Regions from separate parts of the Sus scrofa genome. Here regions 1 and 2 are each linked to region 3. Evidence: chromatin contacts called from public HiChIP or PLAC-seq data. All regions are on one chromosome and are shown on one strand. Each heading gives the region's core, a stretch centred on a gene start, on an enhancer-like site or on the middle of the called end of the contact. The rest is flanking DNA. Distances are from core to core; before and after follow the strand shown. Region 1 holds the start of STAP1 (signal-transducing adaptor protein 1). Region 2 holds the start of UBA6 (ubiquitin-like modifier-activating enzyme 6). Region 3 holds the start of YTHDC1 (YTH domain-containing protein 1).

The links. HiChIP or PLAC-seq counts read pairs in DNA pulled down with a chosen protein or histone mark.
Region 1: a contact with region 3 is called in an H3K27ac HiChIP or PLAC-seq map of alveolar macrophages. The contact joins the promoter of STAP1 here to the promoter of YTHDC1 in region 3. A contact is called at or near these places in 1 of 47 Hi-C or Micro-C datasets (heart right ventricle) and 1 of 2 datasets of contacts at active chromatin or transcription factors (alveolar macrophages).
Region 2: an H3K27ac HiChIP or PLAC-seq map of alveolar macrophages shows a contact between it and region 3. The contact joins the promoter of UBA6 here to the promoter of YTHDC1 in region 3. A contact is called at or near these places in 1 of 47 Hi-C or Micro-C datasets (heart right ventricle) and 2 of 2 datasets of contacts at active chromatin or transcription factors (alveolar macrophages and skeletal muscle).

Annotation. Positions count from the first base shown.
Region 1 is chr8:65,316,591-65,320,205 of Sscrofa11.1, forward strand. It overlaps STAP1 (signal-transducing adaptor protein 1), which reads left to right and starts at 2,271. Exons shown (of 10, transcript XM_021101389.1): 1 at 2,271-2,496.
Region 2 is chr8:65,469,257-65,473,021 of Sscrofa11.1, forward strand. It overlaps UBA6 (ubiquitin-like modifier-activating enzyme 6), which reads right to left and starts at 1,573. Exons shown (of 33, transcript XM_003129053.6): 1 at 1-1,573. The coding sequence starts at 211. It also overlaps a transcript of GNRHR not described here.
Region 3 is chr8:66,084,606-66,088,342 of Sscrofa11.1, forward strand. YTHDC1 (YTH domain-containing protein 1) reads left to right here and starts at 1,923. Exons shown (of 17, transcript XM_021101400.1): 1 at 1,923-2,349. The coding sequence starts at 2,322.

The DNA of each region.
Region 1 (3,615 bases), core at 1,021-3,520, 770 kb before region 3:
GAGAGTTAAGTTAGATGTTCTGAAGACTTGACCTGTTTGATGATTCTGTGAAACTATGTCCTACTTTTATGATTTAATAAAAATTTGCAAGGGAATTTTAATCAAAAAATACATTACCTTCTCCTTAGGTGAGGGAATAAACGCAAAAATAAAAAGTGGGACTATATCAGGCAAAAAAGCTTTGGCACAGCGAAGGAAATTATCAACAAATGAAAAGGCCACTTATTGTATGGAAGAAGAGATTTGCAAGCAATATATTCAGTAAGGGGTAAATATCCAAAATATACAAAGAACTCACACAACTCAACATCAAAAAAAAAAAAAGATTAAAAAAAATAGTGAAAGATCTGAATAGACATTTTTCCAGAGAAAACATATAGATGGCTAGTAGGCACATGAAAAGATGCTCAGCATCACTAATCATCAGGGAAATGAAAATTGAAATAATATGGAGAAATCACACATGTCAAAATGGCTACTATCAAGAAGATAATAATAAAAAATTGGCAAAGATGTGAAGAAAAGGGAGCCCTTGTGCACCATTGGTGAGAATGTATCTTGGTGCAGCCACTGTGGAAAACAGTATGGAGACCCCTCAAAAAATTAAAAATAGAACTACCATATGAGCAATTCCACTCCTGGGTGTTTAATCCAAGAAAAAGAAAAATACTGATTCAGAAAGATTCCTGCCCCCCCAATATTCATAATAGTTTTATTTACAGTAGCCAAGATATGGAAGCTACCTAAGTTACCATCAATAAATGAATGAAGATGTGTGTGTGTGCAATGGAATACTGCTGGACCACAAAAAAGAATGAAATCTTGCCATTTCTAACAGCATGGATGGACTTAGAGGGTATTAGGCTTTGTGAAATAGTGAAACAAAGAAAGACAAATGCTGTATGATTTCACTTATATGTGGAATCTAAAAAACAAAACAAAAAAACAAACTTAACAGAAACAGTTATAGAGAGAACAAACAGGAAGTTCCCAGATGGGAGGGGTGTGGCAGGAGGGGAGAAATTGGTGAGGAAGATTAAGAGATACAAATTTTCATTTGCAAAATAAATGAATCACAGGTATGAAATGTACAGTGTAATGAATATAGTCAATAAATACATAATAAAATACATTACCTATTGAATAAATTTATTAATCAATAATTTCAAGGAGTTCCCATCATGGCACAGCAGAAACAAATCTGACTAGGCAGTATGAGGTTGCAGGTTCAATCCCTGGCCTCACTCAATGGGTTAAGGATCCGGCGTTGCCGTGAGCTGTAGTATAGGTCGCAGATGGGGCTTGGATGTGACGTTGCTGTGGTTCTGGTGTATGCCAGCAGCTGTAGCTCTGATTAGATCCCTAGCCTGGAAACCTCCATATGCCACAGGTGCACCCCTAAAAAGACAAAAGGACAAAAAAAAAGAGCTTCAAGAGCTGAGCAAATAGATTTTTTTAACTTGTAATGCTTTAACAAATGTCATCGCCTACTCAGTTTTTTTTTTTTTTTTTTTTTTTAGGGAAGAGGGATTAAAAGTTAACTTTGAAATCAGGCAACCCTGGCTTCCACTCTACTCCACTAATATAAAGGGCAGGTTAATTAAACTATAACTTTCTCGATTCTCTTGTTTTTAAAAGGGGAATAACATTAAAGTTGTTGAGATATGGATTAATTCCTTTTAAGACCTAGTAGAAATGCCTAGAACATAGCAAGAATTCAATAAATAATGCTATGAGTGTTATTATGGAGATTTTTAGACTTGACCTAGTAGAAGTTTTGTAAACTGTGCTACATTATATAATTTGGTCTCAGATTTGGAATAGATAACACACACTACCATTTATTGAGCACATAGTGTACAGCAAGTTCTACCCTAAATACTCTCCATGCAGTAACCTATTTAATTTTTAGAACATTCCTATGAGAAAACATTTTATAGACAACAGAACTGGGACAGACTGTAAGTAACTTGCCCAAGATCACACCCCCATTAAATGACAGAGCTGGGGGTGAACCCCTGGATTCTGACTCCAGAACTGAGCACTAAATCACTGTACTCTTTTTACCTTTCCATGAGAACTTTTAGCAAGTGCAATCACAGAAGTAAAGTTCCATATGTACAATCATCTTCCCTCCATTACTGGAAATAGTAATTCTCAGAGGCATTTTGAGGAACCTGAAATGTGATGACATATACTGGTATGCAATGCAGGGGGTGTTGGCAATGAACTGGTTTGTTCTAGGGAGAAAATGGAGCAGCACCCTTATGAAAACAAAAAGTTACGGAGAGTCCGCATCACCCCAAATTTTCAGTGCTCTCTGCATCTGTCGTAATACTTCATAGCTCCACCACATTTTTGGCATCCTAAAATAAGGTTGCTAGTTGATGGAGTAATGTTTATAAAACCCAGACTTTGTCCTTACAGATCCCTTTACATCCAAAATACATCAAGATCAATCTTAATGAACTGCTATGACAGTTGACTTGCACCTAGGTAAGTGGTATGTGTGTGTTTATGTATTTATGAATTATGTGTATTAGTGTGTATATGGAGGAAAAGGTATACAGAAATTTAACTTGAAAAAGAAGTAGAAACTTTTAGTTATTTATGATTTTATGTTGTAGATAATTTCAAATTTGTGATTAGTAAAATTCTATTAAAGAACATTTTATTTTATTTTATTTTTTAAATTAATTTAATTTTATTTTTTAAATTAATTTTATTTATTTATTTATTTTGTGTGTGTGTGTGTGTGTGTGTGTGTGTGCTTTTGCCATTTCTTGGGCCACTCCCGCAGCACATGGAGGTTTCCAGGCTAGGGGTCGAATCATAGCTGCAGCTGCCGGCCTATGCCAGAGCCACAGCAACAAGGGATCCGCCGGATCCTTAACCCACTGACAGGAACTCCTCTATTAAAGAACATTTTAGACCTTACCATGACATTTCAAAAATCAGTCTGGGGGTTCCTGTCATGGCACAGTGGTTAACGAATCCGACTAGGAACCATGAGGTTTTGGGTTTGATCCCTGGCCTAGGTCAGTGGGTTAAGGATCCTCCATTGCCGTGAACTGCGGTGTAGGCCGCAGACAAGGCTCACATCCAGAGCTGCTGTGGCTCTGGCGTAGGCCAGTGGCTACAGCTCTGATTAGGCCCCTAGCCTGGAAACCTCCATATGCCTCGAATGCGGCCCCAGAAAAGACAAAAAGACAAAAAAATAAAAAATAAATAAAAAATCAATCTGTAGAGTTTCCTTGTGACTCAGCAGGTTAAGAATCCAGCATTATCACTGCAGTGGTTTGGGTCACTTAGTGGCATGGGTTCCACCCCTGGCCCAGGAACATTTACATGCCCTGAGCGCAGCCAAAAATAAATAAATAAATAAATAAATAAATTTGTTCTAGAGATTATAACATAGCTGCAGTCACAACTTAAAGTTTGCTTTATTTCTAATTGACTTAATCTGGCAATATGTCCATCAACTGGTGAATGAATAAATAAGTCATAGTGGGCCCACACTATGGAATACTCCTCAGCAACAAAAACAAATTACTGACACACAACAACACAGATGAACCTCAAAAGTTTCATCTGAAAGAAGCCAGACATCAAAGG
Region 2 (3,765 bases), core at 323-2,822, 620 kb before region 3:
TGGCTTCCGGTTTGGGTGTGGTCGAGGGGCGGGCTTTGCTGCAGGTGGTTGCAGTGGCCGCGCTGTTAGGACTGGGGTCTGGCGGATATAAACGTAGCCGAAACGCTGAAGGTACGTGGCACCTGCCAGGCACAGAAGATTCTAGTGGCCGGCAAAATGATGGAATTGCAAAATCCTTAATAGTTTTAAAGCAATAAGAAAAATCCTTCATTTTATAAATTAAAAAAAACCCGAAAGCTAGTAAAAAGTAGCTTTGGATTTCCAGTCTAAGATTCCATTTTAAGAAGTTATACGTTTAAGAAATAATTTTGGACGACTGCTACGTGTCAAGCACTGTCATATATTGGATAGAATCATGTGATTTTTAGAGCTATGAATGCATTATGTCATCCAGTTTTTTATGGGTGAGGAAAAGGAATTTATGGTCAGTGTAAGTGACTTGCCAGGTTAAATACCAGAATGAATGTCTAAGGACTTCTGAATCTCTTTCCCTTGACTCTTCTTTCACCTTTCTTAGAAAACAACAAGAATTAGTGTAATTCAGTAACGTTAGAATTTATCTTTCATTCTAAATGTATATTTGGAGAAATGTTTGTAGGATTCAAAAAATTGAATCTTTCCACATTTTATCATCTGTAATGTATGATATTTTTATTTAGAATTTTTCCCATTTTGGTGTGGAGAGAGGATCCAAGCGAAAGTGGATTCATTATACTTTGAGCCTCTCCATTTTCTTTTCAGAGTTGCATATCTCCAAATACCTGGAAACTTCATCCTGCTCACCTATGGCGTGATTCAGATTTCTCAGTCAAGTTGTATACCTTTTCTACATAATCGTGAAAATGAACTTGGTCTATGTCTCATTCTTTCAAGGTTCTGTCCTAGCACTGAAGTTATCCCCGGTCCTCTCTCTTTTTAAGAAAATTAATAGAGATAAATATCTTTGACAGGTTCACCCCACAAATAATGCCAATTTCTCTATTTCTCTCCGTCTAACTTTTTTTTTTTTTTTAATTTTATGGCTGCATCCGTGGCATATAGACTTTTCCCAGACAGGCATTGAATCCAAACCCCAGCTGCAACCTGTGCCACAGCTGTAGCAATGTCAGATCCTTTAACCCACGGCACCAGGCCAGGATTGAACACACATCCAAAGTGACCGAGCCATGGCAGTCGGATTCTTTTTTTTTTTTTTTTTTGGTCTTTTTGCCTTTTGTAGGACCTCTCCTGCGACATGGAGGTTCCCAGGCTAGGGGTCTAATCAGAGCTGTAGCCCCTGGCCTACGCCAGAGCCACAGCAACACGGGATCTGAGCTGCGTCTGTGACCTACACCACAGCTCAAGGCAATGCTGGATCCTTAACCCACTGAGCAAGGCCAGGGATCGAACCTGCAATCTCATGGTTTCTAGTCAGATTCGTTCGTTAACCACTGCGCCATGACGGGAACGCCTCAGTTTTATTTTGAAAAGGTAATTGGTGATGGTGGCAGGTATTGCTGGCTTCTGACCCCCAAAACATTCCGCTTATGATATCTCAAAAGAGAAAAAAGGAAGTGAGTTCTCTTGTGGCTCAGGTCACTGTTGTGGCACGGGTTCAATCCCTGGCCTTGGAACTTTCATATGCTGCGGGTGCAGCCACAAAAAGGAAAACAAGAAATTTTTTTTTTAGTTATCGGAGGGCTAAATAAATGTTCAGGGAAATTGAGCACTGCTCTCTAGAGGAGGATAAAAATACCCTTAAGATATTTAGGGTTATCCCTTTCTCCTTTGCCAGTGATTAGCTTAGGGTGGTCATGTGCTCCAATTCTAGCCAATTTAAGAGGAAGTGCTGAGGGTTCTGGGAGAGAGAGATGCATGGGGTTAGAAGCAACCCTTTCTTTCTGCCTTTGAGACTTCTGGTTGGTGACAACTAACCTCTAATCTCTGAGGTAAATCCTTGTGGAACCAGAGAAAATGCCTCAAAGTTCTGCCTTAACCAACTCTGCATGCCTACTTCCAGCCTCCCTGTAACATGAAAACATGCCACTTTTAGTCTGACATTTCTATTACTTACAGCAGAAAGCATCCTAACAGCAGCAGTGATGCATAAAATAAAAGTCATACAAACAGATACACGTATATTTATTGTACTTTTCTCTCACTATAAAAGCAATATAGGGTCACCTTAGAAATTTGGAATACATGTATTCACAAGAAAGAAAAATTTTTTAAAATTACTCAAGAGATAATAGTATGCACATTTTTTTGCATATATTCTATTGTTCCTATGCATGCACTTTATATAGTATATAATTTAAAAATTAGACTAATTGTTTTACACCTAATTTTTAAACTTAACTGTAAGAATTAAATTGAAGATTTAAATCAATCTTTATTAGATATTAAACTGAATCTTATTTAGTTTCCTATGGACACAATTTATAGTAATTAGATAAGCTCAAGGAATTGGTTCACTGATTGAAACCAAGCTAAAGGTAAGATAGATGAGATTTTAAATATACTTTAACTGTCCATGAATATTATCTTTGTGACTACGGAATCATTTCTGAGACAGGGCACTTTAAAAAAAATGGCTGACTCTTACAGCTGCACCTGCAACATATGGAAGTTCCTAGGTTAGGGGTCAAATTGGAGCTGCAGCGGCCAGCCTACGCCACAGCCACAGCAATGCTGGAGCCGAACCACACCTGCAACCTACATTGTAGCTTGTGGCAAGGCCGGGGATGGAACCTACATACTCAAGGATACCAGTCAGGTTCTTAACCCACTGAGCCACAACAGGAAATCTCAAAATTTGATTTAAATTCAAACCCATCATCACCTCTTGACAATTTAAAGACAGTGACTGATCTCTCAATCTTAAATGCACTTGCTTTAAACTGAAAGACCCTCTAACATAGGAACAATGTTCCCATAAAACATTGGGATATGTTCTCTGTTCTCGATATGCAGAGAACTCAATAAGGGCTAAACTAACCATTGTTTTAGATGATGCATTTAAAGAACCAGATATACAGACAAAAGTCTGAGAAAATAAACATACCATTTTTTATTTCTTTTCAGACCCTAAAAAAAAAAAGTCTAACTCATTTCCACTGATTTATGTTCCCAGATGTGATGTGATACCTCTTTCATAGGCTGAAATTGAATTCATGCAATATTTGTTTAATTCATTGTCATTTGTTCACGTCATTTTATTACTAAATTGAATTGCAAAAGGAAATCCATTTTTTAACCAGTTTTATATGCTAAATAGAGGAGACAGCCAAGACAAAATCTTAATTATCTGACATACTGGATTAACTCTGCAGAACATATCCCTTTCTACAAGAAATCCTCATCTTTTATTATGATAGAGTAAATAACTGTAATACCAAATAGTGACTGCTCTTTGTTGAGTGGTGTACCTTTAACTTAAAGGCCACATTTACCTTTTGCATTATTAATTTTAGTTTAAATCTTTATCTACATTATAATTTATGGACTACAATGTCTTTATAATATATTTATTTCTGCAAAGTTTTTTTATTACATGTTGAGCTTTAAGAGAGTTTTTAAGGTAATTAAGGTGAAACAATCCAGTTTCAATATTGACATTATTCTATATATATAAAAAGAATGAATACATTCTGATACATTTTTATTATAACAAACTTCTAATAACTACACAAAATCAGTTTCAGAATTCTTAACTTTTTTGTGCTTGGGCTCCTTTGGCAGTCTAGTTTGGCTATTAACCCATCGCAGGACAATATTTTTAAATGC
Region 3 (3,737 bases), core at 673-3,172:
CAGCTCACTGCAATGCTGGATCCATAACCCACATATCGAGGCCAGGGATTGAACCTGTGTATTCATGGATAGTAGTCAGATTTGTTTCTGCTGAGCTCCAGTCTAATGCTTTTCTTGATTCAGCTTCTTCTCACATAACCATTGAGTATGAACCTGAATTGAACCATGGGCAGTGCGGCCACCTAGGACTTTTTTTACATGAAAACCATTCTTTTGCCCACCACCCTTCCCCCTTCTACCTAGGCTAAGAGGCTTTTAGAGCTCAACTAGGCTTTATTTTCCCTTCTACAGAAAGCTTTCCTTTACTCTGTATTCCTCACTGGTCTGAGTAGCATGCACCTAAGGGTTCCAATAACTTCTCAGCTTACTCTACATAAGGCAGTGTCATGAAGTGGGCGGTGGCTGCCTCCAAATTGCCTGGATTAGAGCTATGCTCCTTACTACCACTTATCATTTGGGTACTTTAATTTCATATTACTTTACTTTCCTTATCAGTAATATAGAGCTAGGAATATACTAGCTAAAAAAAATGGCAGTTTTGGAAGATGAAGTCAGATCATATAGGTCATGTGCTCAGACCTGTCACAGAGTAAGAACACACATTTTTTAGCTATTATTTTTACACACTAATTGCCTGTTATCTTGTCTCTGCCCTATACATATCGAAAATTCCTTAAAGGCAAAAATATTGTTCTATTCACTCTTGATTCCCAAACATCCAATACATAGGAGGATTTTAGATTTACTGAATTGATTTCCTTTCTCCCTTCAAAACCCTCCAAATGACTCCAAATAACTGTTTATTCATCTCTGTTTATGTTTTCACGCTGCTTAATTCATCCAGTTGCCTTCAGTTTGGTTTCTATGTTAAAAGGGCAATCAAGGACCAAGACATTGTAGACTACTTGTCTTTCTCTAAACTTATCATTAGTGTGTGTGCATATATATATATATATATATAATAACAAAATTACTTTTTTTTCCTTCAAATTTTCTTTTCCTTGTAAAACTCGGTTATGGAGCAGTGAAGCAAAACTACATTTTTTATTCCTTTGGACAATGAACTTTAAGCAAGTTTCCTCTTAGATCTTTTTGTATTTTTGCCTTTTCTAGGGCTGCTCCTGTGGCATATGGAGGTTCCCAGGCTAGGGGTCTAATCGGAGCTGTAGCCATTGGCCTTTGCCAGAGCCACAGCAACGTGGGATCTGAGCCGCGTCTGCGACCTACACCACAGCTCACAGCAACGCTGGATCGTTAACCCACTGAGCAAGGGCAGGGATCGAACCCACAACCTCATGGTTCCTAGTTAGATTCGTTAACCACTGCGCCACGAGGGGAACTCCTTTCCTCTCAGATCTTTACATATCATCTAAAGTAATTTTTGGTCCCTTCCCTAGTTTTAATATCTGAATAGTATGTTTATATCAACTCTTTCCCAGGACCTTGATAAACGTTTAAATCAAATTTATTGTGTGAATTTACAAAGCTATATTAAAATACAATGTAATTCCTTTCCCCAATTAAAAACAAAACTGGTAGGGTTTTGTGACAAGTGAACTGGTTGCACCCTGCGCCGCGTCTGGAGCACCAAATAAGAAAGTACATCTGGTACCCGGAGCATAAAGTAGTGGCTGCAAAAGGACCCGCCCAGACTTGTCCTAAATAGGTCTCCGATTTCCAGAACTGAATCAGCTGTCAGCCAAAGCAATAGGAAGCATCTTTGGATAGACGTTTCGGGTGAGAAAACTAAGCCACTTGGGAGCAAGCAGCGCAGCTTGGGCGCCGAAAAACTAAGTAGGGAGACTTCACCGCTGGAAACAAAACTCTTTGCAGGGACTTCCGCCCTACAGGGGGCGGGGCGACGTGATGACGTTAGTCACGTTCCCTTCCCGCCCCTCTCCGCACTGTGACGTTCCCAGGGAGGAAAGAAGCGTAAACAGCGCAGGGCATTTCGGGAGCGGGATTGTTTCACGCAGGAAGCAGGCTCCATTTTAGCGCCGCCCGCCATCGCCGTCTGTTTCCCTTCCCTCCCCCTGACCCCTCCCGTCCCCAAGCCCCAACGGGAATCCTGGGCCTAGGATCCGAGACGCCGGAGTGAAAGGAGAGAAGGGGGAAAGGAAGAAAGGGAAGAAGCGGGGAGAAAAGGCGAGTCGGGAAGGGTAGAGTGGTGGAGACTAAGGTGCGAAGCGTGCAGCCCACCGGACGGACTGACGGACGCGCCTGTGCATCTGCTGCCGCGGCTGCGGCGCCCGCGCGAGTCGCGTCGAAGCGGCGGCGGTGGCGGCTGCGGCGGTGGCAGCAGCGGAAACAAGAGGGGAGCAATGGCGGCCGACAGCCGAGAGGAGAAAGGTTAGTGCAGAGCAAGGTGACGAGCGGAGGCGGGGCTCGGGAGTAGGTCGACGGAGCCGGGGTCGTCGTTGTGGGTTGGGGGTGGGGAGGTTAGCTTGCCCCGCGCGGGGCCGGTCTCCCCTTCGAGACGTTTGGACTCATTGGAAAAGACCAGGCCTGCCCTTTCCCCTTTCGTCCTCAATCTCCATATGACCTAACACTTCATCTAGCCATGGGTTTTTCTTTGATCCTAATTCTCTTCTTTACTTAACGTTTGTCTGTTCTGGGCGCGGCTGAGACTAGGCCTGTTCTGAGTTTCAGGCCCTTAGGTTTATTTCCTGGTAGTATTATGCGGATGTAATGCGTATTTTCAGAACAGCCTTTTTTGTTAGGCTAAATTTCGAAAACCCTTAGTGCTACAATTAAAGATGGTAGTTTAGTAAGCAAGCATCTTTAAGAAGTGGTATAGGTTAGGTTATTAATCTCGAGAAATGTCTACCAATAAATTAACTTCTGCCCGTTCTTGTTAACTAGGCAAAATGGCAAGAATGGCCTCTTTGGTTCCTCAAATGCTTATTTTGGAAAACATGTTTGGAAAGATGATTATGTGACTTAGGCCAAGCCAAGCCAAGCCAAGCCAAAAAAAAAAAATCCTAGCCACTGTTCTGATAGACACATGTTGTGCGTACCCCCAGAGGTACAATCAGAAACAAATGGATGTAATTCATAGAGAGTCGGAGGGATACAATTACTTTAAAATATGGGAAGAACTGATGTTGCCAGAATGGAATGTCATGTCTTTTGAAATACCGACTTCCCAGGCCCTAGAAATGTTAAAAGTAGATCCCCATCAATACATGGCTGAAAGGTGGTTTAGACTGGATCCTGCAAGGTTTTTAACAACCCTGTGGTGGTAGTTTTGGAAAGGTAATAGTTGATAAAAATATGGCCAGCTGCTGTCCTGTATTTCACAGATATACTCTTTTGTGTTGATAATTAATTTTAGGTGGTGATTTGTTGAAAGGGCTAGAGTAACATTAAATTGGACTTAAGAAGAGTCTCCAGTGAACTGCTCCAGGATTGGAACAAGCTCGGGAAATGGAGTGGACAGGAATGTATTTAAGATACTGCTCCTGTCTGAAGGCAGCACAATGATTAGGTTATAATAGTTTAATTTTCTTTCCTTAAACGAATCCTAGAGATACTCCCTCCCCCTTTGATAAATCCAGAAGGAATATGAAAATAGGATTGCATGGTGTTAGTGGAAAAAAAAGAAAGTGCTTTTAATTAGTGAAGTAGTGTTAAATAGATGACTTAATGTGAATTCAGTCAACACTGTATTGTGTTAGAGTGTAACAGATTGTGAGTTGTGTGTTTGGGAGTGGGTGATGGTGTTTGTGGGTGAGATG